Regions from separate parts of the Mus musculus genome. Here region 1 is linked to region 2. Evidence: chromatin contacts called from public Hi-C data. All regions are on one chromosome and are shown on one strand. Each heading gives the region's core, a stretch centred on a gene start, on an enhancer-like site or on the middle of the called end of the contact. The rest is flanking DNA. Distances are from core to core; before and after follow the strand shown. Region 1 overlaps Homer2 (homer scaffolding protein 2). Region 2 overlaps Cpeb1 (cytoplasmic polyadenylation element binding protein 1).

Region 1 (4,121 bases), core at 1,154-3,653, 320 kb before region 2:
TGTCTTTTCTTGATAGAAATGTAGATGTTTCCCCTATCTATATCCATGGGATCAAATATTTGGCTGGCTGAGGCGGGTATACACTCAGACATCTGATCTAGAGGCCTCTGGTCTTTGTACTTGGTCTTATCAGAATCAATAGCTTTATTTGGTTGCCTGCATTCAAGAGGCAGCCAGTGAGAACAGCTGCCCTTGAGCCACCTGGGAGGAAGTTAGCCTTGTAAAAACAGCAGATTGGGCCCAGCAATGCCCTTTTTAGATCCCCCCAACCACCCACTTACTGATTGATATCTACTGTGTACCTTTAGTGTCGGCAGAGACAGACTTGGCCTACCTTTGTAGACCCAGCAGTGGTTCTCAACTTCCCTGATACTGTGACCTTTCAATACAGTTTCACATATTGTGGTGACCCCCAACCATAAAATTATTTAGCAGCTACTTCATAATAGTAATTTTGCTACTGTTATAAATTGTAATGTCAATATCGAATATGTAGGATATCTGATAGAAGACCCCCAAAGGGGTTTCAGCCCACAGGTTGAGAACCCCTGCCTTATAGCCTAGCAAGGAAGATGGATTGAGGATAACTACGAAGTAACTACTCAATTATAGTTGATTCCTTCACTGGGTTTTGTTCTTGGTGGTGTTTGCGGTATCAGGAAGCCAGACATATAGGAGCCCTTGTCTTTGTGGGACAGTGTACCGAAGCACACAGTGAATGAGAACAGGAGGAGTGAATCCTATGATGTAAGTGTTAGAAGGAACAAGAGACGGGAGAAAGTGATTGGGAGTGTGGCTCAGTGGGCAGGGCAGCTGCTACTGCTAAGTTCTGAATCACTTGCTGACTCTGTAAAACTCTTCTCTGTCTTCCTCACCAATGTGATGGTGTTAGGAGCGTCTGAGAAGGGACTGGGCCATGAACACAGAACTCTCAGGAATGGAAATCCTGCCCTGAAAAGAAGTCTCAAAGAACCAGGCCTTTGCATAAGGGAACAGAGCTAGATGGTGCCAGCTGTGAGCTGGAGAGAAGATCCTCCCCAGACTCCAAACTTGCTAGCACCTCCATCCTGAACTTCCCAACAGACAGAACCGCGAGAAACACACTTCTATCCTTTATAAGCCACCCAGCCTCATTGTGTATTGTTATAGCCCTGGAATGGACCCGGATAATACGCATCGGTTTCAGAGAGAAGGATCAAGGAAGTGAAGATTGTAGATGGGTTGGAGTTACTGGCCATGCCAAGTTAAGACAGGGAGTTAAGAGAGGCTGAGAGAGGAAGGAGTTCATGTCTAAAAGGCCAGTTGGAAGGGTTGTCTCTGCATGCATAGAAATCACCAAGAATCAAAACAAGGGTGGTGGGGGAGGGGAAGAGATGGCGATTCAGGTACCCAAACCACCAAGAATCAAGGGAGAGTAGCAGGGGTGTTGGTAGCTGATGTAGCAATGAGGGCTTCGGGCTGACAGTCTCATGATGGTCAGAACTCCAGGATGGCTTTGGCCTGGAATGATGTACAAGAATGGATGTTTACTCAGAAGCCAGCTGAGCATCCCAAGAATACTTCATCCTGAACATGGAGGAGAGGCAAAGGACTGAGAGGCTCTGTGATGGAAGGAGAGTAGGTAGAACAAAGGTTTGGGCATCACCAGATACACACGGTGGAACAGATGTTAAAGGAACCTGAAGAGTCACAGGGATAGGGTGACACAGCGACCATTGTGTAATGAACGTATATGAACTTGAGCAAATTACCCTCTGTGTGTGTGTGTGTGTGTGTGTGTGTGTGTGTGTGTGTGTGTGTGGTGTTTGGAGACAGAATTTCTTTATGCAGCCTTGACTGTCCTGGAACTTACTCTGTAGACCATGCTGGCCTTAAACTCAGAAATCCTCCTGTCTCTGTCTCCCAATGGCTGATTTCAAAGGTGTGAGCCACCACCACCTGTCTTGAACAAGTTATTTAATCTTTTCTCCTAGAATTAGCTCCGCAAAAGAAGCAATGGTGCTAATCTCAAGGCTGTCTAGAAGATTGGGAGAGGTCTCTTGAGTATCAGTGGCCAGTATGATGCTCACACAAGAAATGACCGTTAAACATTGAAATCTCTAGAAGCTACCTCTTCCAAAACACTGCCGAAACCTTGGTAGAATGGATCTCAGCATTGCTATTGGCCCCCAGGAAGGCCTCTCCTGTTTAGAAAACAGATTCCTTATGAGAGGGATATGAACTACCCTGATGCACTTGATTAAATGCACTTGGAAATAGGCGAATCTGAGGATAGATGTTTGAAGTGAGCTTTGAGAAGGTAAAAATGAAGTGGGAAGGTGGTATTGGCATACACAAACCATCTGGACCTGTGGAGGGGCTGGGTGACATGCCCTTAGTTCGTGGAAACAAGCACAGGCTGTTCTGAGCCAGACTGCAGCCAGGATATGTGAGCGCCAGCTGTCCGGACCTTCCTGCTGGCAGTTATGCCCCAAGCCTTTTCCAAGAGCGAAAAGCCATTCTAGAAGAGCCAGAATGGAGGCCCAGACTAACTGGTCATGGCCTGTTATCCACACAGCAGCCAGTCGATCCATAGGGTGTCAGGAAACCATGTAATTCTTGGCTTTTAGATCGTTGGGATCTTTCAGAGACATCTGAACAGAGCTTTAGTGGGTGTTTGTGGCTGTCTCTTCTCATTCTCTGTCTCTCTGTGTCTCCTTCTCTCCTGCCTCTCTGTTGACACAAGCTTTGGTGTTCAGCTGTCTTGAATCTGGTTGTGAAATGGCATGTAAGACACAGATAGCCTGCAAGTTTACCCAGTAAGCTGTGCTCTCTGCATTTCTTCAGGTCAGGTAGGGCACAGTGCAGGGAAAGGCCCCCTGTGCAGGACACAAGGAACAGATTTCCAGTAGAGAAGCTCAAACTGGGGTTCCAGATGCTAGGAGCTGAGCGGGACAGGGCACTCTAGCATGCCCCTGTGTGTACACATGAGTGCTTATGGACTTGCATAGCCAACAAGTCTACCATAGAAAGGCATTCTCAGGTCCTGAGACCATCCAGCAAACATCTGCCTGCCTGCCTTTTAGAATTACATTGGTTCCTGCTAGCTTGGTATTGGGTTTCTTTAAGCTATGTAAGTATTGGCTTTAGTCAAGGTGTTAGCTTCAAGCCCCACTCTAAGGTTTATTTTTATTAGTTTAACTTATGTGCATTTGTTTGTGCATGCAGGAAAGTATGTGCACATGAGTGCAGGTGCCCACAGAAGCCAGGGGTATTGGATTCCCCTGAAGCTGGGTTCACCTGTAGCTGTGAGCTGCTTTAGTGGGTGCTGATGACTTGGGTAAACACTCTTATCTGATGAGCCATCTCTCCAGCCCCACACTTCCTCCCCTGAGGTACTCAGGGTCCATAGAAAAGAAGATCTGATCCCTGCCTAAGGGGGTTCATAGGATTATCGAAGGGAAATAATGACAGCTGCTCTGAGATGAGGCAGAACACAACACAATGGCCACAGAAAAAGCACACAGAAAATTAAGCTTCAACAAGAGAAGTCAGATCGATGGTTCTAATGCAAGAAGTAGCTAATTTGTGCTAGCCTTGAAGCTTGGAGGGGTTTTGACTAGGGGGAGTGAGCTGGGTTGGGGCAGGAGGGGGGCAGCTGTGAGGAAGACATTCCTGGGGAGGGCACCGCTCATGGAAAGGCAGGAATAGCCTGCCAGGAGCTTCCATTGTGTTAAGCCCTTCAGCTGAGTACAGAGATTGGAGAGGAGGAGACCTCAAAGGCAGGAGTTGGGTGATGACAAGGGTTTCAGGTCAGGGACTGTCTTTACAACTGGCTTATGAATAGATCGACGGGGTGGGCGCTTGTGTGGCTGGAGGGAGCTGGGCATGGATGGGCCTGGGTAGCACAAAGGAGCCAAGCACACAGAAGGCTCTCTTCCTGGCTTTCTCACTTGTTTGAGGTCCGTGAGGGCTTTGTGTTAGATTTTGGCTCTCTGGGTGTCCTCTGAGCCAGCATACACCTAGTGCCACTGGGCTTTGAAGAGCCGAGTGCACAAGCTATTTTTGTGTTCCTTCAAATACCCATGTTTATTTTTAAACTCAGGACTTTGTAAAGCTGGGGTGTATCATGCAATCTTTGC
Region 2 (4,126 bases), core at 666-3,165:
GCTTTCTGGGGCTTAAAACATACTCATTCCACATCTCCATTCTGTGTTTGCCTTTAGGAGCTGTGGTGGTAGCCTTCTCCTTTTCCTAAGCTTTGTGCCTTCGTGGAAAGCCCATATGAGGGTGCTGTCTCCTAGAGTAGGATGGAGCCCTCCCACCAGCCAGCTGCAGTGCCAGATCGTGCACCCTTGCCAGTAATGCGGGAACAAACAGCCCACATTCCAGTGCCCACACTGCTTTCCATCTGAAAACCAATTTCAGTCAGTTTCTTGAGGAAGGGTGGAGATAGTTCAATAGCTTCAGAAAACCTGTGAGTTGTACTTGCAAGCAGCCTGGTATCCTCTTGTCTCTGTGTGGAGCCTGTTATTGCTTAGACTCTGGTTAATGATACTTCCCCAGTAAGTTGTAGCCCCATACCTGACTGTCTTCTACCACTTTTAAGTATTTGACAGTGCATTAGGCAAGGTTGGAGCATAGGGCTCTTGACTGAAGATTTTGACTATAATATTTACTCGGGCATTACACACTATGTGCCAGAAACTGTTGGGTACTGCAGGTATGCCAGTGAATAGGATGAAATCACTGTCATTAAGAAGCTCCAGGACGTTGGCTCAGCAGATAAAGGCACAGCCACCAAGCCTGACAACTTGAGCTTGATCCCTGGGATCCACATGGTAGAAAAAGAGCACCAACTCCCAACATTTTTCTTACCTACATACATGTGCATATATGGGCACACCCAGAGGAAATAAGCAGAAGTTTTCTTAAGAAACAGTCACTATGACTATCAAGGAAAAGGTCCTTTAATAGTATGTCAAGGCTATATACCCCATGTTGAGGAATGAAGTGATATACAGCCAACATATCTTAATTTTTTTAATGCTGAACATAGCACATGATTTTAGTGCTTGTACAGATGAGGAAAAACTTGCAAAAGTACACAAAGTGGCATCTATTGTCTGTCTAAGCATTCCAAACCTGGTGTCTTTTGTTCTAAACCTCCCATTCTTCCTATTAAACCCCTTTTCTGTGACCAGAACCTTAATATGTTAGACCAGACTTAAGGTAACCTCATGTAGCTAAGTAAGAAGCCTGGGGTGATCTGTTCATTGATGAAATCTCTTAAGATGAGGGCACTTGACAGACACTTCCCACTCGCTTTCCACCCTTGGTCTCAGTTCATCAGCTTAACCACCCACTGGATTTGTCTTTCTAAAGCCTTTCCCCTTATGACTCTTCTGTATGCAGCATTACTCAGCAGGAGAGTGAAGTGACATTTCAAATCTACCTTGAGGGACCTGGAAGAAAGAACTCTTAATGGCCACTTTGTACAGAAGCCCAGTGGGCAAGTGAGATACTCAGCCTGAGGATGCCAGAGGACATGTCTATTCTAATTCCCTTTTAGAAGTCTCATGAGATTAACCTATTCATCTCCTTTGGTTTCTGTCCTGTTGACCAGTTGAATGTAATGTTCCCTGTGCTGTTTCATTTGCAGACTTCCCCATTGATCCATAGGGTAGAGCAGCCTGGGATGATACAAATGACTTTTGCTCTGCTTTCCCAACCTTTTTCAAACTGTTAATGAGCCAGCATTCAAAATAGGTTTAGGCTTCTCCAATATGGAATATGGATGTCCAGGGCACAACTAAGTTTTCTTGCAGATTTGCTTCAACTCTCTGCAGGCAGCCTCAGAACTAAGGGTACACATAGGCTTCCAGTATACAGCCATACACCTAGGATTGGAGTGATGGCTCCAAGATTTTCCCTGTGACTGCACTTATAGATTACAAGTATTTGATGATTGTGTCCTGTGAGCTTGAGCTGAGAGCTGTGTCTTGTGATAACGGCCTCCAGTCCCAACCCACTACTGTTGCCAGTGCTAACATCAGATCTGGGCACCTTTAGACTCTTGGAGAGGGAGGCAGGCTTCAGAAAATTCCAACAGTGACTCAGCTGAAAAACTGGAGACCTGGCATAGAGAGAAGGCTGAAAGTAGAGAAAGTTTAAAATCAGTCTAAAAATAATTACTGCTGATTTGGTCTCTTGTGCTCTGAAATGGCATTAATGAGTTGGAACCTTCTGCCGGGTTGGGCTGTAAAGGGACAGTCAGGTCACTCGAGGGCATCTGACTGTGGGTCACAGTTTCCAGAAACTTGGCTCATTCTGTGGGCTGAAAGAGATCTCAAGCCAGCTTAATTCAGATTTTCCTATTGTTGGCATTCATTTTATCCCTTTATCAGCTGTGCATTTTCTTTATATGTGTATACATATTCTTTGTGAACAATTTTATCTAGATTTGTTTATAACAGAGCAATAATGAACTTTGGGCAGTTTAAAATAGATATATTCACTTATTAAACTATTATTTTTACATTCCAAATTTCTTTGGGCAGTTTAAAATAGATATATTCATTTATTAAACTATTATTTTTATATTCCAAATTTGTCCTGTGCCCAGTAATACAGTAATGTCTTTTTATGAATGTTTTACCTTAGCCTTTAATGACTGAGCCATCTCTAGCCCCATCAATTCTGTAGCAATTGTCTTGCTTTTTAAAACACGTATCTGCTTGAAGCAATAGGCCTTAGCTCCTTTGCTTCTGTTCAATGTGAGCTTTTTACAGGATGCAGCTAGTTCCGGCCATCACTTTCCCGAAAGTATTATATTCCATGTCATTCTTTTTATTCTTTATTGTTCGTGGTGCTGTGTTTCTCTGCCTCTCTGCTTCTTCCCTACTTCCACACAGTGTTTTTAGAAATCAGACTCTTTGTGAAATGCCCTGTATAGTCATTTTGGCTTTCTATGTCCTTGAATGTTAGTCTTCATTATACTGTAAGAGCTTTATTTATACGCTCCAACCTTTAAATTAACATAAATAATTTCATATGAAGCATGTTTGGGTGTAGTAAGGGTATAGTAATTAGGAACTTAAAGTAATAAAACATAGGGATTTTGGCTGGAGTTTTCAAAGCTTTAGTGTATCTTTAGTGTATCTATCCTCACAGGGATCTTGTTAAAATGCAGATTCTGGTTCAGACCTCAAGTGGTGTTTTAGGTACATTTTAATGAGTTCTTACCATGGCCATCCCTAACTTTTGAGACCTTTCTTTTTAGGTCCCCTGAACTTCTGGTAGGTGAGATTTATCATCTGTGGTTGATGATCTTAAAAGATTTGAACAAAAAGGAGATGTGCTAAGGACATGAAAATAAGTAGACACAAGGTCTCAGTAATGATTGCTGTAGCTAGTGAATGATGCACTTCTGTACTGTGCTCTGCTATGGGATGGACATTGCTAACCTCAAAACTTTGTTAAGATAGGCTAATACTTATTAGGATTTAGGGAAAGATTCATATCTGAGATGTGTTTTGATGTTCAGTGAGTGGAAAAGTTGCTGTTAGTAGGAACTTAACTGAACCTGGTCCAAGTCATAAAATAGATGACTGACCATCTCTTGAGAAAGTGGAATCAACTAGTGTGGGTTGTTATGCCATTTTCTATTTGGATAGGCTTGTTACCATAGTAGAGGATTCCTTTTGTTGGTGTTTGAGGAAGATGGATCTTACTATGTAGCTTTAACTAACTTAGAGCTTGCTGTGTAGACTAGACTGTCCTGGAACTCACAGAGATCCACCTGCCTCACCTCCAAGTCTTGGGATTAAGGGAATATGCCATCAGGCCATGCTCATAGTAGAAGCTTTCTGTAGATAAAATTCCTGTTGTTGACAAGATAATTTGCAAGAATTCCAAGATACTAACAGTTTGCAAGTTAGCTGAGATAAATAGAATTTGTAGCTGGCAAAACATGTATCAATACAAGTGAATATAATAAACTGGAGGGAAGGAGGAAAATCACCTGTATTGACTACTGTGTTGGTTTGGGGCTATTTAAAAAGCACTTACAAAACAAAATCAAAACCAATTTGGGTAAAAGCATAGTTCCCATAGCCCATTCTTGTCCTTAGTGTCCCTAGCTATGACCCCTTTAAACTACTTATTTCCTTTTACAATTTTTTTCATATGTCTTTGTGCTATGTGATGATGCAAAAACACAGGTCTCACCTAAAAGAAAATAGAGGTCATTTATTTTGGAGCCCAGTATGAATGACCATACCTTGGGAACACAAA

What was found. Hi-C and Micro-C count contacts between places; a contact is called where the count stands out from the background.
Region 1: a Hi-C map of liver shows a contact between it and region 2, with 2.0 times the contacts expected there. The contact joins two enhancer-like sites. A contact is called at or near these places in 5 of 39 promoter capture datasets (the 3T3-L1 cell line, embryonic stem cells, liver and 1 more), 1 of 484 Hi-C or Micro-C datasets (liver) and 2 of 9 other capture datasets (adipose tissue and macrophages).

The regions. Positions count from the first base shown.
Region 1 is chr7:81,683,888-81,688,008 of GRCm38.p6, reverse strand. The region is part of intron 1 of Homer2 (homer scaffolding protein 2); the gene reads left to right. Among named protein-coding and RNA genes, the nearest start is that of Homer2, 21 kb to the left of the region's middle. Within about 2 kb of position 2,403, at least 15 of the 459 cell types and tissues checked have an H3K27ac peak or open chromatin away from gene starts, as enhancers often do. A contact at or near this core is called in liver, where this site is marked.
Region 2 is chr7:81,365,975-81,370,100 of GRCm38.p6, reverse strand. All of the region lies in intron 3 of Cpeb1 (cytoplasmic polyadenylation element binding protein 1), which reads left to right. Among named protein-coding and RNA genes, the nearest start is that of Rps17, 23 kb to the right of the region's middle. Within about 2 kb of position 1,915, at least 4 of the 459 cell types and tissues checked have an H3K27ac peak or open chromatin away from gene starts, as enhancers often do. A contact at or near this core is called in liver, where this site is marked.